Linked DNA regions of Mus musculus: region 1 is linked to region 2. A link is a contact called in public Hi-C data. All regions are on one chromosome and are shown on one strand. The core of a region is the stretch at or near the end of the contact, and the rest is flanking DNA. Distances in the headings are between cores, read along the strand shown.

Evidence for each region. A called contact is a pair of places that touch in the nucleus more often than the background predicts.
Region 1: a Hi-C map of the N1E-115 cell line shows a contact between it and region 2, with 15 times the contacts expected there. The contact joins the promoter of Rars here to the enhancer-like site in region 2. A contact is called at or near these places in 5 of 39 promoter capture datasets (the 3T3-L1 cell line, embryonic stem cells, hippocampal neurons and 2 more) and 4 of 484 Hi-C or Micro-C datasets (the N1E-115 cell line, cerebellum, cranial neural crest and 1 more).

The regions. Positions count from the first base shown.
Region 1 is chr11:35,832,308-35,837,003 of GRCm38.p6, forward strand. It overlaps Rars (arginyl-tRNA synthetase), which reads right to left and starts at 2,221. Exons shown (of 15, transcript NM_025936.3): 1 at 2,130-2,221; 2 at 865-999. The coding sequence starts at 2,174.
Region 2 is chr11:35,453,006-35,458,151 of GRCm38.p6, forward strand. The region is part of intron 4 of Slit3 (slit guidance ligand 3); the gene reads left to right. Among named protein-coding and RNA genes, the nearest start is that of Gm39705, 89 kb to the right of the region's middle. Within about 2 kb of position 1,631, at least 8 of the 459 cell types and tissues checked have an H3K27ac peak or open chromatin away from gene starts, as enhancers often do. A contact at or near this core is called in the N1E-115 cell line, where this site is marked.

The DNA.
Region 1 (4,696 bases), core at 971-3,470, 380 kb after region 2:
CACACAGATAATAAAGTGCTTCAAAGGACTGGTCAGACGCCTGAGATGAGGACTTGGAGCGGTGCCTGTGCAATCCAGAAGGAAGTACACACACTGGAGAACAATGAATGAGGCAACATGCTAGGCTGTGTCATCAGCAAACCTGAAAGGCAGGCCAAAGAAGCTGAAGGTAGGCTTTCTTTAAAACAAACAAACAAACAAACTACATTGATAAGCATTGCTGGACTGTAAGGCTATTCAAATGGTGGCATGGTAGTACACACCTGTAAACCCAGCCTGAGAGACACAGAAGAAGAAAATGCACTTCAAGATGGAGGCAGCCCAGCCCAGAAGCCAGCCTGGTCTGTATAGAGAGGCTGTTGGATGGGGAGGAGGAGAGGCAGAGAAAGTTTCGCAACATTAAATGAAAAGAACCCCAAAAGATGCTATAAAGCATAACACAAAACTGCAAAATAAACAACTTCATTGCAGAGGAGTTAGGAATCAGTGAGTGCATTTTAAAACATCCCTGTTAGTTGCTCCTGAGAAACTGTTTCTTTTACAGTAGTTAAAATGGTTTTAAAAACAAAAGACATTCCTTTGACAGCATGGACATAAGCCTTTGAAGAAATCTCAACTTCCAAACCATTAAACCATCGTAATGAACCACTTAAAAGGGGTATCATAATAAACTACTTAAAAGGGCCCTGGGAAGCCAGTGCCGCCCCACTTTCTCCAGCCTAATGAGTCCTAACTTGCCTTATGCAGGAAAACTGATTTCTAAACAAACTCCTCTTCTCAATTCTTATAGCACGTACTTCTAGAATCTTCAGTAACAACAACAACAGCAACAACAAATTATTTGAAAACATCCGGAGCACTTACCCTTCGAAGAATATTCAGCCTATACTTCAATTTTAAATTTTCTTCTCGTAACTGTTCCAAACTTGGAGAAGCTTCCAAGCAGCCACAGTTCTTCAGCCGGTCGATCTCAGCAGTCAGAGCCTTAATCTCCCTTTCCTGTAAGGGAAAGGCAACTTTTCCAGGTCAAACAAATGCTTCCCGGATAATGGCAAACCTTACCACAGACTTCCTCATTTCGCTCTCCACAACATGTGGGGTAGAAAAATGAGAATGGACTTTGCAATGATTTTACTGACGTCAGCAATCATCCTTTATGAGATGGAACTGAGTTCACATGTGTGTGCTGGGGATGAGGGACTGCGGGGCAGAGAATATAACTCAGCCAAGTGTGCATGGCAGTACACATCTCCAGTCCTAGCAGTTGAGAGGCTGTGAGTTGAAAGTCCAGGGCCAGAGTCAAACACGGAAGTCTCTTCTTTAGCTAGGTGCATCCTGATTTAGTCAGAGTACAAGTTTCTGGCTTTACTACCTGTGTTGCTAAATCTAATGACTTGGGACTAAAAAAAACCAAACCAAATCAAAAACGACAAAACAAACCAACAAACATCAGTAGGAGTTGGGGACTTGCACCCCTCAGTGCTGCTTGCCACACATAGGCCTTGGCTCTGGGTTAGATCCCGAGACAAAAAGGAGTCAATCCATCTTTTGTCATATTCGAAATCACTCAAGTGTCCGTCTTTGCCTTTTCTGGGTCTACGTAAACTTCATATATATATGGTTTTTTTTTTCCCCATCTCTCCAAGATCTGCTACTATTCACTGGACTCAGCAGTAAAGAGCTTGTCCATTTATTTTGCACCTCGGGGATGATTTGCATAAAAGCAGTTATTGTCCAGGGAAGACTTAGACAAACTGAGTTCCTAACGCTAGTGTCTAGGCCCGAAAAAGAAAAGGGGCTGGTCTTACTTTCGTTTTTCAAAATTGTGACACTGTTCCAGACCAACACTGGCGGCTTCTTGGGAAGTTTCCGGCTGGGTCTCAGGGCACACCTGTCCTGCTCTAACCTGGCCTGGGCGACCAGCAGAGTGAGCCTCGCTCGCTGTCCACCCTCTCTTCTCTGAGTGACAGTCGCACGACCCGGCCAAGAGGAAAGGGCCAGCGGAGCAGCAAGGCTTCGCAAGCCCCGAGGTCCCGGACTGGGGTCGCCGCGGCCGCCTGTGGAAGCCACTGCGGACTCTGCCCCGCCGCCGCCCGCTCCAGAGCCCTCCGCCCCGCCCAGGGACAAACCTGCTGCAGCAACCGCGCGGAGCACTGAGCCACCAGACCGTCCATCCTCTCGTCAGCGACTCACATGCCAAGCGGCCGGAAGCGGAAGTGTCTAGTTTGGGCCGGAAACGGAAATTCCTACCCGGGTAAGTCACTGTTTTTGGTTTTTCAGGGCGCGCCCTCTGCTGCCCCCTAACGGGATCCAGGAGACACTGCGAGAGAGGCGGGGAGCAGGCCAAAGCAACCTACCCTCTGCTTGGAGGCATGGCGCGGGCATGGGCACAGAACCCATCCCTCTTTTGTTTTGATTTTTTGTGTTTTTTGTTTTTGTTTTTTTCGAGACAGGGTTTCTAGCCCTGGCTGTCCTGGAACTCCCTCTGTAGACCAGGCTGACCTCGAACTCAGAAATCCACCTACCTCTGCCTCCCAAGTGCTGGGATTAAAGGCATGCGCCACCACTGCCTGCAACTCATCCCTCTGTTAAACAGGCATTTTTGTTGTTGTTCACATTAAGGTGCTAGATACTCTCTCCAGGATGTGAAGATGTTTAGAATGTATGATAAAAAAAGGTCCTTAAACTAATGGAGACTGCCTGAAAGGGGAAAGAGAAAACAATGGCTTTCCTTTTCATTGTATGTGTAGTGCGCGCGTGCACGCGCACATGTGCATGTGTAGACTTTTTGTATTCCACTCTGACCTTTGACTCTCCATCCTCCTGCCTCAGCCTCCTTACCAGGCAAACAATGTTTTAATTACCAAGAAAGGAAGGTGGTACAATGACTTGAGCCAGGCAGCCTCTTGGAGCATCTCTCAGGCTCTTCTGTTCGTTTGAAAGATGTAGCCCAGGGTAGTCTTGCATTTAGCTGAGCTTCTGATCTTTTGTCTTGAACTTCTGATCTTTTTCTTTCCACCTTCCAAGGGTCGTGGTAACGTGGTTTTACCACCAAGATGGATTTAGTTCACGTTAAAATTTACTTATCTTCATCCTAAACAATAATATCTATGAATCCATGGGCTGAGTGTGTGGGCTAAAGATGCTACATATTAAATAAATATAGGACTTGAGAGGTGGCTCAGTGGTTGAGAGCACTGGCTGTTTTTTTTTCCCCCAGAGGTCCTAGTTTGATCCCAGTATTCACATGGCAGCTCACACTCACCTATGAACATGTAGTTCCCTGGGATTTGATGCTCTCTCCTGGTGTGCAAGCATACATGCAGACAAAACACCCATATACATAAAATAGATAAACTTTCAAAAACAATCAACATATTATTATAGATAATAAAGAATGCAGCCATATCTACCTGTGTTTTCTTTTTGCTAGGTAGAGCGGGCTGGCCTAAAACTCAAGCATTTCCTGTGTTCTGGGATTACATCTGCTGCCTCTCCGGGCCTATAGTTTTCTATATTGTCACCAGTGGTACCTATACCCACTTTGAGAAAATGCTGCATTAAGGCACTTGGCTATCACCACAGCACATAAAAAAATGTTAAAAACACACACACACACACACACACAACACTGTGATTGCTGTGAATTCATTCCAGCCTGAGTTAGTGAGTTTTAGGACTGTAGAGTAAGGACCTGTCTCCAGGTAAGCAAGCAAACAAGCAAAAAAAAAAAAAAAAAAAAAAAAAAAAAAGGAAGAAGGAAGGAAAAAAAAGAGGTCACAAGCCACTGAGAAACGCCTATGTTCCCATTGCTACACAGCCGGATTGGAAGGACTTCGACTTTCCTTCAGTCAGTCAGTAATTGTCATGTGTTAGGGAATACTGTGTCAGGAGCTGAAATGGTGAACAGGTGTGTCTGGTGCGTGAGATATGAAACCTAGGGAATCAGATACATATGGTTGGCCAGAAGTACATAACGTCAAGCCTGCTATTTCCAATTAGCTTCATTTACCCACTATCCTATAGTTGGCAGAAATTGATGGCTATCCTTACCATATTCCCATTAATACATTCAGTTAGCAACGTGCTCTGGGGATAGCTGTACTCATGGTATGGGTCAAAGATATGGAAATGAGTTATTCCAGAAGCATCTAGAATATAACAAGTAGAATATAGACTTCACTACTGTGGCTTAACATTGCGACTTAACTTATAACAGTAGAGAGTGACTCTCAGCACCGTGGATCTACAGCAGCGGATGCTGGATCTCAGTAATTCGGTCTACAATAGCAAACACTGGATAAACAATGCAGGGCTTTAGTTTCCAAAGTCTTGTCTTTAATTCTTTTCTTCCAGTGCTGGGATTAAGCCCAGGGCTTTGTGTTTGCTAAGCCACACTACTATTCTATTGAGCCACATCCCCAACCCCAAAACTTGGTCTCTTTCCTTTTGTTTCTTTCCTCTTCCTCCTCCTCTTTCTCCCCTCTCCTCGACCCGCCCCCCCAAGGTTTCACTAAGCTAGCCCTGGATATCCTAAAACTTGCCATGTAGAACAGGCTGGGCCTGAATAGTACAGGGATTAAAAGCACATATCAGAATGCCTAGCTGAGAAAGACCCTTTCTTTATAAACAAAACAAGACCTGCGGTTAAGAGCCCTTGCTACTCTTCCAGATGACTAGAGTTTCTGGCACTCAT
Region 2 (5,146 bases), core at 381-2,880:
GGAGAGATGGTTTTACCCCAGCCCTGTTGCTTTGCTATAAGAATTCAGTGAGAACAAGGCTTAACAGGTGAGGCCCAACAAGGCCTTCGAAAGCAGACAGCCAGCCAAATTGACAGCCGGGGAGAGAACTCTTGCTTCTAATCCACTTGTGAAAATAAACGCAAGACCTGAGATTAGAGCAAATCGGGAGATGGGGCTGAGATTGGTGGACCCAAAGTCCCCTTTCTTTTCTTCCTGGTTCTGGGTTTCTGTGAAACGCCACTACCTCCTCACAAAGTCACAGGTACATGTGTAGGGAGGAAGCACCCAAGCTTAGCCTAAAAGCAGGCAGTGAGCCCTTTTTGTGCTATCTCCATGTTGATATGTGTGGAATAACCAAGAACAAACTTAGAACCTATGATAAGAAAGGCATGTGCCTAGGACTCCAGGCAGGGGGCTAGCACAAGATAAGTCACACCTAATTGAGGCCAGCCTAGTGTGCCTGTATTTCTCCAGCCTCATTGATGGCCACCCATCTAGAAGCCTTTGGTATCCCTTTGACTCTGTTCTCCGGGTGATGGTTTTGCGTCATTAGTTATTAAGGCATCTCCCTGGTGGGAATCAGTGTGGTGTGACCGGGTGGCATCAGCTAATGCTCCCAGAGTCTCATTCTCCATCTACAAATTGCTGGCCTTACCCTTTGTCGCATTACCTGCTCAGCACTTACACATCAAGGATGCAGATGGGCCAAGCTAGGAAAGAGCAACCAAGGTGTCTCTTTCCCTCCAGCATCCTCCAGGCAGGGGTCCCCCTCTCATCTGTATTTTATCAGCCACCTGTGGGTGGATGGGAAAGCAGAGGGCAGTCCCCTCTCAGTGCCTAAAGGAGACACTGCCTTCTAAGTGTAGAGTTCAAGAGAAAGGCCTACTTGATTTTTTTTTTTAATTACAAAATAACTCAGTGGGTGGTGAGTCCAGATTTTCCCATAGACTATCAACGCACATCCAGTGAAGCCGAAGCTTCACCTACCCCACCCCACCTTGAGTCTTTTTGTGCTTTTGAGCAGTGTGTTTTCTGGGAGAGCTTTTGGCACCTTAATCCCATCATCGGTGGGTCTGCTCATACTTCTTCCAGAGCTGTGCTTTGCTGCGGGGACTTGGTGAAGACAGAGGCGGCTGTAGCAAGCCTCAGTCAGGGGAAGGTAAATTGGAAAATGAGCCGGGAAGGGAAGGGAGGCAGTGCCCGAGCAGCTGCAGGATTGTTCAAAGCCATTTTCTCAACTGGGCTAATCATTCTTCCCCATGGTGTGGGGACACCTACGCGTGCAGAAGTGTGCACTTCTTGACTGCCGGGAGCAGCCTATTAGGAGAGACAGATTGACTCCCACCTCCTCCGTTCTCAGTCTCCTCCACTGCCCCTAAAACCCCTACCCCACAAGATAGCTCACCCACCTTTCCTCCCATTGGGAAGGGTTGTCAGTGATGGGAGGGGCTGGGCAGATTCAAACCAGCCCAGCTTGAGGAGTAGCAATAATTACAAAATCTCGGGCCGTTATCCAATTACTTTGACATGTGGCCATTCTAGGGAGTTCTAACTGGATTAAGTTCATTATAAAAAGATTAGTCCTCGAATGGGGACTGTGCATAACAAAGTGAACCTTCAAGTGTGCCGCTGCTGGGCCACCAAGGACTTTGGGAGGTGGGGGTGGGCTAGAGTGAATGGCTTTGTTTATTGAATTACTGCTTAGGGATTTGCTGAGTTTTGTTCAGATGGAGTTTGTGGCTTAAAGCGACTCTCAGCTGTTTCCTGTTTGTTTTCCTCTCTCCAGAGTGTTCCTCAATACCTTTGCAGTTATTGTCAAAGCAGTAATCCAAAATGCCTGTCCCTAATGTTCTGTGTGGACATGGAGGTGAAATTATTGATCAAAATGGATGAGACACATGAACCTCATGAATTATTCATGGGCTGTATATGAATGCACATATAGAAAGGACCGGCACTCTTCTAATGCCTCCCATTTACATAATGCTTCCTGGCTCTGCGGAGCCATTTCACATTTTTCATTTGACCCATGCAACCGTACTCCGGGATATAAGTAGACATTATTGTAAAGATTGTGCCCATAATGAAATGGAGACTCAGAGAGGTTAATCCATGGTGACCTAGCCAGAGAGTCAGCCAAAACTGAGTAACTACTGAGATCCTTGCTGCCCAGCCTGATGCTCTAGAACAACAGTTCTAAACCTGTGGGTCACAATCCCCACAGGGGTCACCTATCAGATATCCTGCATATCAGATATTTACATTACGATTCATAACAGTAGCAAAATTTCAGTTATGAAATAGCAAGGAAACAGTTTGGTGGTTGGGGGAGGGGTCACCACACCATGAGGCACTGTGTTAAAGGGGCACAGCATTAGGGAGGTTGAGAAGGTTCCAGAAGCACACCCAAACTCGGTGAACACATGTATTTTAATCACAGAGTCTGTATTCATCTCTGATTGTTGACAATTTGAATTAATCAGACTGGTTGAAATCAGATTTTGTTTGAATTCCCTTTATTTGCAGGAAGGATTTTTATCAATGAGCAGTTTTGAGCAACCCACTTACCTACTAAATATTGCCATCCCCTTCCTAAGCTTGGAACAGTTTTCATCTAGGGAAATGTCATGGAACTCTTTTGGTGTCTTCCCTAGAATGTGTGCTTCGGTTAAAAAGGGGGTAGGGTCACTGCCACTCTCTAAGGATGAATGCCCAAGCTCTGTGCATTGAGGTGTCCTGGGGTGAGGAGCATGGATATTCAGGTCCATGAGAAGGTGTAAATTAATAACCAGTCTCCTATTTTTTTTATCTACTCTCTGAGACCTTAGACTCCCTGTGGGGAACAGTTATGAATTCAGACGCTAAGCACATAACCTCCTCTGTTAGTGGGATCGGGATAGACAGTGCATCTCTGCTTTGTCCCTTTATGCCCACTGTAGTATTGTGGTTAGAAGGTCATAGCTTTCTATACCTATCTACCCATCTCAAGACAGAGCTGCAAGCGGCTTTTAACAAGAGTCAGAAATTGTCTAGCTAATGGTGTCTGTTTACCAGTCACCCCAATTCTAGACTCTGGTTACCCCGTGACTCAGGAAGGCTTAAGAGGCATGACCAGAGCAGCCCGTTGGCCTGTGTCTGGTGCCACCCTGATGGCCAGCGACTCAGGAAGGCTATTGTGAAATATAATGCAGTGGCAGTGTGGTGGCAGGGGTAGGGGGGTGGTACCTTGAAGGCCCTGTGCCAAGGTGTCCCCCTGAGAAAACATACCATGTGACAGACCTAGTATAAGGGAAGTTTATTTGAGGAAGGAAGTGGAGTGAAGACCTGGAGAAGGGATAGAGGCAGATGGAACTGAGTGTAAAGAAAAGAGGGCAGAGAAAGACAGTAAGAAGGCCTGAAAGAGAGGCTTGCCAGGAGTACATCTAGTGGCATCAGGTGATGACATAAGTCACCACTAGGTCCCTGGGAGGAGCCCAGTGGAATCCTGTAAGCCAACTGAGCATTAGACCTGGAGAGAGAATATATTTAAAGTTATAGTCACAGCAAAGGTTAAGGCAGATGCCAGTTAGCAAGGAAAAAATAAATGTGTGTAAGCAGAAATGTAGGTGGCTGCAGACCAGTGACCCCATCTAGCCTGTCTAAAATGAAACACACAGACAGACACAATTTACACAGTTACTCCCTAACGCTACCCAGTTTATAGACCATATTTAAAAGCAAAATAGATTTTTGGAGATACTCAGGATTCTCATTTGCAAAGAGTAAAGCCATTAACTCCAAAAGGAAAAAAGGAACTTAGTGGCTCATGAAACTAAAACATCATGAGCCTTTTGGCAAAGGTTTTAATCTAGTGGCTCAGAAATACCACTGACACTTCAGATGGTGGCTTTCTGATTTTTGCTAACCTCTTCAGTGAGTAGGTGTATCCCTTACTTTGACATTGCTGTAACCCAGTTCCTGACAGGATGACCTTAAAAGAGGAAAGGATTAGTTAGGGACTAAGGATATAGCTCACGAGGTAGGATACTGAACCAGCATGGTGATACCCTAGGTTCAGTCTGTCTGGTGTGTATAGGGATGGGGCATTTGGGGTCCTGGTTTCAGAGAGATTTAAGTCTGTCATAGGTGAAGTCATGGCAAGTGGCTGTATCCATGGTGGGAGGAACAGTCGACAGCAGGCAGGATGTCTTAGTTAGGGTTTTACTGCTGTGAACAGACACCATGACCAAAACAACTCTTATAAGGACAACACTTAATTGGGGCTGGCATATAGGTTCAGAGGTTCAGTCCATCATCATCAAGGTGGAAGCAAGGCAGCATCCAGGCAGGCATGATGCAGGAGGAGCTGAGAGTTCTGCATCTTCATTTGAAGGCTGCTAGCAGAATACTGACTTCCAGGCAGCTAGGATGAAGGTCTTAAAGCCCACATTCACAGTGACAAACCTACTACAACAAGGCCACACCTCCCAACAGTGCCACTCCCTGAGCAGAGCATGTACAAACCATCATATAGGTGTATTAGCTTATTTACATGGTGGTATGCAGGGAGCAGAGCTGTTCAGAACAGAACCAGGGGAGAGTAAAACCTTCCAATGTCTGGTCCCCAGTCTCCCATTGTCACGATCTGGCCCTTACCTCCTAAAGGCTCCCTCATCACAGAGCCCAATGAAGAAACATACAAATTTCAAGTCATAATGGCAGAAAAAAAGAGGGTTACTTTTCATAACGGTTCCTGTAAAAGTTTTAGAATGTATGGGCCCAGCTTGGTGATGTGCCTATCATCTGAACCAACTGTGGTTGCTGAGGGATGCTCTATTCAGATCGGCCAGGTCTATGTCATGGGATGTCCCTGGAGCCCAGTCTGGCCTGGCCCCACTTCTCCTGTTCCCTCATGCCTAATGATACCAGATACAGTGGTCTAGAGGGTGGGGTAATAACGTTGTGATTGACTGCTTGCTGTGTACCCTGCCCAGTGCTGGATCCTAAAGAAAATGTTTACAAATGGACGCAAAGCTTCATGTTTTTCAGACTCTTCATATTAATAATATTTGACCAGGGCAAAAGCCACAAGGTCTCTATTTTTCTAATCATCTTGATCCAGATGAGGGAAATTACCCATTTAAAT